Regions from separate parts of the Cyclopterus lumpus genome. Here region 1 is linked to region 2. Evidence: chromatin contacts called from public Hi-C data. All regions are on one chromosome and are shown on one strand. Each heading gives the region's core, a stretch centred on a gene start, on an enhancer-like site or on the middle of the called end of the contact. The rest is flanking DNA. Distances are from core to core; before and after follow the strand shown.

Region 1 (4,241 bases), core at 65-2,564, 150 kb after region 2:
TGCACTTTGTTCGTAATATACTGCTCTGAGCTAAGGAAGGTCATGAGCTACTGCGCTGAGCTAAAGGTCATGAGCTGCTGATGTAAATGTGTTAGTGACCGACATGTAACCTGGGGAACCCAATGGCTCTGTTGCTCAGTTTTACAGGAAAAGCAAACTACCTAAATTAATATATTGTTATTTATATAATCAGAATCAGCTTTAAGTGTGTGAATACAATGAATATGACTTGTATTCTGTACATGCAGAGATATAGACACACAGCTAAAAACAAGCAACAACGCCTAACAATCATTTGACTACTATAAACTATGTGATGCATCTTAGAAATGTGAGTAGTTGTGCTCTCCATGTTTCAGTCTGATACAATAACTCATATAGTCAACTCCTCAAACAGTGTTCACACACAACACAGAGCTAAATCCTTCTCGAGACCAAAGTCCTATATTAGGATGATGTGATTTAGTCAGAGGGGCTAAGACACTGGCAGCAGAGTCAGAACAGAACAGGTTAGATGGTGATGATGATGACAGTAACAGTGATGATGTAGCAATGAAGGTCAAAGGTGAAGCACAGGTGGTGCTCTGACTGTGTGGTAACTGAAGAGCGGTCCACTGAAGGCTGCTTGATAAGAATAAACCAACTGTCTCTTTATTTTTCAATTGTCAATATTTATTGCCTTGTGATCAACACATGCTCACTCTTCCATGTAGGGATTTTTGGTTCTAAAATGACACAAATATAACAAGTAAATACATGATGTATATAACTATGCAGAAAATTAACCATGAACATAAAATATCAGAGGAAATAAACGGCATTAAATACATCTATAAATAACCTAGTTAATTAACAAAGACACTGGTAAATTTAACTAAATGTATGGTTTACATACACGTATACTGCCATCTAGTTGTAGAAAGGTAAACCCTTTACTCTGCGTCTCATACAGGCTCTATTGTGTTCACTCAGAAACATCACAATGAGGTGGACATATAAATATGATGCTAACAGCAACAACTCTACACACACACATTAGTTTGATTAAACTATATTAGGAACTGTGTTGCATTAAAAAACACAACGATTAATTGAAAAGTTGATTATTGCTGTGTACATGAATATTAAACTGCCTGTAGTCACTACTGTTGCTAACATATCCAGGTTTATTTATGAAGAAACCACGGTATTTCCGTATTTTCGAATGAATCATAAAAAACAAACGAATAAAACGTACACGGACCGACCTCCTTCTATGCGTTTAACCCTGCGCCAGATCGATGCGTTGCAGCAATGTTGCGCAGTATTGACTTACTTCAACACTTCTCCAGGAGCCGGAAACAAAACAAGTCTGTCATGTGATTTTCTGCTCGTGCCCGTTTTTGCCTCTTGTGTGTAACACAGCTAGCTATTAGCTGGATATAAAGTATATTCAACAGTATTCAAAGAAGGTATGTTAACCCATTTCATGTTTTTATTAATGATCTTGTTTTATACATGTATACGTTAGGTTAACATAAGCAGTTAACTAGTAGTTCAGCTTGTTCTATTAAAGTAAGAGACCCGACGGCAACATATCCCCAGTTATCGTGCTGGTTAGTTAGCATGCTTTAATCCACTTCAGGGACCCCTCGTGTGATAACGTAAAACTATGCTAACGCAGATTTCTCCCCGCAGAGCGGCCTGGATACCACGACCATACATCGGCTAACATGGCTGATGTGAGTATAGCCCGGCTGTCAAGAGTCCCCGCAGATAAAACACACGTTATTTAACGTTGAAGCTAAATAAAAAGGAGCATGTAACATGCAGCTCGAGGTCAAAAGCGACATGTATGAATGTAAACTTGGACAGTTTGTGCAACATGGCGTTAGCTTGTTGGCTTTCTGTGCTGCGTTCACGTCCTCCACACGGTATCCGGACATATGAACTGCTCTGAACATTCGGTTCACACACAGAACACTACCGTTAGCTTGTCAGTCAGGTGGTGACTGCCGCTCATGTAGAACCCTTTGTAACTTTTTTTATATAATAGTTGTTTATCTTTGCAGGATTTGAAGAGATATCTGTACAAACAGCTGCAAAGGTGTGTATGATTAATTATAATGTTGTAATAATAGCTTCACAGTTGACAGAATATGTTGTGTGAGTTATTTTGTAAAACGTACTGTGTGTTATCCTTTAGTGTTGAAGGTCTTCATGCTATCGTAGTGACAGACAGGGACGGTGTCCCAGTTATCAAAGGTAAGAAAGCTTTTTTCTGAAGCCTTCGTTCCTCATCTTGTATGTTGGACAAAATACTGTATCCTTTTCTCTCCATTTTCCACCAATTCAATTCATTTTGTATAACCCAAAATCCCAAATTTGCCTCAGAGGGTTAGGGCTACGACATCCTCATCAGAACAGGAAAAACTCCCCGCCAAAAAACATTAGAGTGATAAAACATATATACATACATACATTTTTCATATAATGAGAGTAGTAAGCAGAGCAAAAACATATGACTACTAATAATAACAGCAGTGGATGTAGTAGCATGATGATAATAAAAGCATTATTGGTATTAGTAATACAAATGCAACTAATTATAATAGTATCAGAATGTGTCGGGCAGGAGCAGGGTCCAGATAAAACGACAATCCATGTAAACTTGTGGGGCGAGAAAGCACAACAACTTGGGAAGAAGTAGAGTTAGTAATGTGCAATGATGGGACATGAATTCATACAAGAGGAGAGGAGAGAGGAGCTCAGTGTATCCTAAGATGTCCCCCAGCAGTCTAGGCCTATAGCAGCATATCTAGGGGCCAACATTCGTAGTCTTTCATTCATTGAGCGCACCTATTTGTTGGGGTAATATGGATCTATATAAGCTTTCTAGTGGGGTAATATGGTACTATGAACTCTAGTGGGGCAATATGGTACTATAAGATCTCTAGTGGGTTAATATGGTACTATAAGCTTTCTAGTGAGGTAATATGGTACTTTAAGCTCTCTCGTCGGTTAATGTGGTACTATAAGCTCTCTCGTGGGGTACTATGGTAAATTGACCCGTACTTCTATAGCTCTTTTCAGGTCTTCCGACTACTCAAAGCACTACATGACATCATTCACACCCATTCATTCATTGATGGGAGGGGCTAATGTTCCACCTGCACATCAGCAGTAACTAACATTCACACACATTCACACACCGTAGACACAGCTCCGGGAGCAATTGTAGGGTTAAGTGTCTTGCCCATGGACACATCGACATGGGCTAGCGGAGCCGGGAATTGAATTGCCGATCCTCTGATTGAAGTACGACCCTGTGAGTCACAGTTCTAGTCGGGTAGTATGGTACTATAAGCTCTCTAGTGGGGTAATATGGTACTATAAACTCGGTAGTGGGGTAATATGGTACTATGAGCTCTCTCGTATGCTACCATAAGCTCTCTAGTGGGTAGTATGGTACTATACGCTCTCTAGTGGGGTAATATGGTACTACCTGCTTAAGATATGATGGTGCATCACCAATCAATGCTTTGTAGGTGAGGAGAAGAATTTTAAATGTGATTCTTGATTTTGTGCAGAGCAGCTAATACAGGAGTTATGTGATCTCTTTTCTTAGTTTTTCTGAGTACATGAGCTGCAGCATTCTGGATTAACTGGAGGGATTTAAGAGACTTATTAGAGCAGCCTGATAATAAGGGGAACTCATTTTTCTGCATCTGAGTTAAGATGATTTTGGCGGACTTTGATGGAATGATCTGACTGGAGAAGAATCTCCTGAACAACTTATAACTGTCTCATTCCCACTCTAACATGGCTATTTTAACATAATTGACTTACTTGATAATAACGTCATGTTCATTGCACTGCTGTGAGACCTTCTCTGTGTGAAGAGATCTGAGTATAGGGGTGATGCGAGACTGTCTATTTGTCCATGTCAGTAATCTGGTAGCAGCAGAAAATCTGGATTACCTGCAACCGGTTAATCGCAGAGTTAGAGCGAGGAGAAAAGTGCATTACAATAGTCAATACGAGAAGAGATAACAGCATGTATGATCATCTAATTCAGCTGTTGATAATACAGATCTCGGCTTGCCAATGTTTCTTTGGTGGAAGAAACAAGATCTGGACAGCTGCTTAACATGGGGGTCAAACGACAAGGATTGGTCAAATATTACCCTGAGATTACACAGGTCGAGGTGGACATCAGAGGAGAGTGAACCAATGCTCTGCTTGACCGTAGGGACAGCATC
Region 2 (4,556 bases), core at 797-3,296:
TGCTCAACTTATTTCTTTGGTCCTTGAAGCATAACATTATTTTTTTATGTCAACTATTACAAAAGGTGTCAATTCTAGGTTATATAATGAATGTGTGTTACCAGAGTATATTGTATTGTATTAGTAGTTTACAAATTAACAGAAATATCAACAGCAACAAATTTGCATTCAATATTATAATTATGAATTCAATCGTATTCTTTGTTTAGAAATTAAAATGTCAATGCTTCTCTCTGGCCGCCAGGGGGAGCAACTGAACTTTAAATCAAAAGCTACTGATCGCTGTAAATAAATTAAGCGAAACTGATTCATCCTGATTTAAAATTGTCATAGTTGTCATTGTTTTTCTTGCACAAAGACGCAAGACAATTGCAGAAGAAATATCATGTGCCAACAGTAAACAGAAAATAAAACTCAGTTTTCATCGGCAAATCGAGTTTTCAAAGTTTTCATGTAGATTCTTCAGTTGTTATCTTGTGACCGAAGTATAGAACTTCTTCATTAAAATGTGGTTCAAAGCTTCTGCAAAAACTAGTAAGAGGACCTTGAGCTGAACTTTGAAACTCACTTTGAAACTTTTAAAAGACCGTGGTATTTATTTTATATCCATGAAATAATAGGCCTGAGCCCAAATTGCATTCTTTGAAATAATTTTTTTTTCAAAAAACAAACCTGTACCATAGTAGCTGAGGTTTGATGTATAATAGTTTCCTTTGGCTGCTGTTTTTACTACATCTGAACTGTCATCCGGAAAGTGATTAACTGAGACTGCATGTGCTGCTCTGTGTGTATGTGCATGTTTACAGAGAAGTAGCCCATCTCAAAGTGGGCACTTCCACCAGAGCCATTCTTCACATTGACTGCTTCACACAATGTAAATGATGTCTGGCCATTTTATTGCTCGTAGATGGAGGCTTCTGGGCTTCTGGTCCACCGTCCCCGATAAGAGCGCTATGGTTGCACACAAACTGTGATGTCTTGTCAAACGTCTCACAATGTTTGAGTAGGGCACACTAAGCCAACACAATCCACCTCATGCCAGTTTCAAGTCATGTGATGCAGAATTAGTTTACTTCATCCCCTTTTCACTCACATTTTTGCTTTGGATTCCAATCAAGACCACATTTAAAGAAAAAGCTTCAACGTTTAGAATCGGAACCTCAGAAAATTAGTCAAATGTCCGGAAGGATGAAGTTGAGGGTTTCAAGAACGTGGCAGATTTTGTTCACTAAAACATGGCCTTCATCCTCGGTTTCTGCGGAACACCATGAACTTCAATATTATCCTGCAAAGCTTATAGTATCCAGACTTCCCTAGTGTAATTCAATTCAATTCAATTCAGTTTATTTTGTATAGCCCAATATCACAAATTACAAATTTGCCTCAGAGGGCTTTACAAGTGTACATACTGATAAGACAACACACTGTCCATTATATGGAAATGCAGTGGTCGCTATCCTGGCGGTCGAGATCTACCAGGGTATTATTACTATTTTAAAGTATTTTGTAGTATTTTGTTTTTTTTCTCAGATTTTTGAATGATGAGCTTGTCATAATTCACATCCACAAAAGTAAATCAATTCGGACGCCAAATGATAACTATGATAAATGCTAACTTTTTTTGCATCAAAACACTGACAATCTGAATAACATTATTATAATTGTTGTTATAATTAAAAATACATGCGTTAGCCCTATGGTGAATGTGTTCAACTACAAATTGGTTTAGTTTTACGAAGATTATATTTGATTGTTTGATCCGTAAACATAAAGGCCGTATGCACAGGGAGCCCTGGCCGATGGCCGGACAGATATGATCTTTTCAACGATTATTAAATATCAAACATGAAGCCAGTTAAGCACTATTGCTCACACCACAAAGGCAGAAAGGACGCTCACTGGCCGCTTTTCAATAAATGCTTTTCTTAACAGCTAAAGCTTAGAAATTGTAAACTCGTATTTCTATTGTTGTATCAAACTTTATTGGATCATAAGGAGTGCGCGCGCACCGCTTCATCGGTCCCGTTCAGTGTGCGCGCATAGACTGACATGTCACAGGACCACTTGACACCTCGCGCTCACGGAGCAGCAGCGATGCTCCTCTGTGGGCTGGCGGAGTGACGCGCCAGTAGGATGAGATAAAGAGGCAGCGGCAGTCGAGAGCGAGGAACAGCGGAGCGGAGACGCGTCCCGACACCACACTGCACCCGCACCCGCCGTGCCCGCTCAGCTCAGCCTCCTCTCTGAGCTTCACATCGCGGAGGAACATGCTGCCGCTCCGTCCGGCTCATTCACCGTAAAGCTCCGCGGCTTCCACGACCTGAAGCTCCGGCAGGACCTCCGAGTGTAGAGGGAGAATTTAAAGAAGAGCTATTATTGGTAAGTCTTCCCTTTCTTTTTACAAAACCCATCACATATCAGTTTGCCTGAGTTTTATTAATTTAAAAATGGTGTCCACACTTTCATATTTATGTCTCTATACTTTAGACGTAAACAACAGTGAGCAGGAGTTTTAGATTCGCAGAGAGGGTTGGGCAACAGGTGTAGGAGGCCCGTCATTCACTTCTTTAAAGTAATAATCAATATCAGCACACTGGTTTTCTTTACATATCAATGATAACAAAAGTGATTAAAGGGACGGTAGTGCTTAAAAAACAAACTGTTTTAATGTGTTGTCACAGCTGTATTTAAATAGATTGACTTATAACAGATAAATAGTTTTTCCTCAGAATATGTACTGGTGTGTACATATTCTGAGGAATGTCTAAATGTCTGAATGTAAAACATTTATTACTTTCCAAATAGCCTCCAGCTTTGATAATCAACAGCAGATTATGAGCTTAATATAATAAAATCCCTCAACAGACCTCTGACTGACAAAACTGTAGTTTGAATTGTGATCCCTATGAGTCGCACATCTTCACAATCAGCACAGACTGAAGAAAAGAGGCTCTAGAAACACTGCACTCCCGTCCTGAGGACCGGGATCAGATAAGGGGTCGGTGAGGCAGGTGTGACGTGCCTTCTTTTAGAGATCTGGTCCTAGTGGAGGCAGGCGAGGGGCCACCCATGGATCAGACTATTCATGTTTTTATGCGACTCAAAGCTCATTTTACACATGTATTGGTGTAAGTACTCGTTGAGCATTGATGCCCCTTTCAGAGTTTTAAAAGCGGACTAATGTATTAAATGTGTAAGCAGCATGTTGATGTAGTTGACGTAGTGAACTTTTGCTAATGTTAACCGGATCACTTTAATGAAAGAATGTATTAGAGGTTTACACACTCTTTTAAATGATACACAATGCAGTAAAAATGACAATATATTCCTCTAAAATGTAGCGAAGTACAAAGTAACATAACATGGAAAAAAAGATTGATTCTTTATTAAATGTACGAAAGCATTGCACCACTGCTGTGGCTCATTGAACACTCCAGTTTATGCATTTATATTTTTTAACATGGCAGCTAAGGAACTTATCAAATTATCAAAGAACATTTAACCTGTTCCTGTAGTTCCAGAGATCTACTTGTGTTTTTAGAATAAAAGAAAATGAATAAGTTGATTTTTTTACCTTGGGAGGCAGCCTAGAGATATGTCACATCTCAAGAGAGCCTGTGAGCCTCTGTTCTTATCAACGTCATGTAGGGATCGTTTAGTGAACTTACTGCATAATGAAGTGATGAGGCTGTGACGCAAATTTAGTCAAAAGTCCATGTATTGCCCAACAAATGACTGGAATCTGCTCCTAAAACACCCACTCTGTTTATGTTTTCATTTAGCACAATAACTTCATCAGGGCACAAAAATATATATAAATCCCAAATAAAAAACTGAGGACGTGGCCTGTTTATAGGATGTGTTTTCGATGCTTCGGACTTGGTCAGTTCTTTAAGAAAAGAAAAGTTCACATACGTTGATCATTTGTGGAAGGAGAGGTGTGTACTCCACCCAGCCTGATCGCGTTTACATGGAGGTGTGAAGCAGCGTCTCCACAACGAGGCTCTCTGAGGTGCTGTATCTCACAGTCTTGACCAAAGCAGAGGGCCACATGGCTGTTGGGCTATAGAGGCCCCTGGTATGCAGACATCAAAGGGTTAAAGGTGAAGAGCCGCTCAGCAGCACAGCACTTATCTCCTCTAATGACCTCCTAAGTATAAGTCAATTACTTCTGCGTCATGATCAGAAAGGAACAGACCACAGGGGGCTGTTTGAGCTCCACTGCTCCTCATTACAACCACTTCACTGCAGCTTCCCCGGCCTCAGGTCTGAGGTCAAGGCATTTCTAATTTATTTACTACATTTATTCAATCTATCTCTGTAGAGAGCTGCAAAATGTAAACGCCCCCCTCTCTGTCTGTATTGTAACATTCTGAATCTGTCACCTAAACTGCAGGGCAACGTAATAACTTAAAGTATCTTAAAGCAATAAAACACTCACCTGGCTGACTTCAATACACTTTATTGTATTAGTTTAAATATTTGTTAATTCAATTCCATTTATTTTCTATAGCCCAAAATCACAAATTATCCTCAGAGGGCTTTACAATCTGTAC

The links. Hi-C and Micro-C count contacts between places; a contact is called where the count stands out from the background.
Region 1: a Hi-C map of muscle shows a contact between it and region 2, with 5 times the contacts expected there. The contact joins the promoter of lamtor3 here to the promoter of osr1 in region 2. A contact is called at or near these places in 2 of 2 Hi-C or Micro-C datasets (both in muscle).

Annotation. Positions count from the first base shown.
Region 1 is chr22:975,323-979,563 of fCycLum1.pri, forward strand. lamtor3 (ragulator complex protein LAMTOR3) reads left to right here and starts at 1,315. Exons shown (of 7, transcript XM_034563687.1): 1 at 1,315-1,451; 2 at 1,678-1,721; 3 at 2,052-2,086; 4 at 2,186-2,244. The coding sequence starts at 1,713.
Region 2 is chr22:821,282-825,837 of fCycLum1.pri, forward strand. osr1 (protein odd-skipped-related 1) reads left to right here and starts at 2,047. Exons shown (of 3, transcript XM_034525124.1): 1 at 2,047-2,379.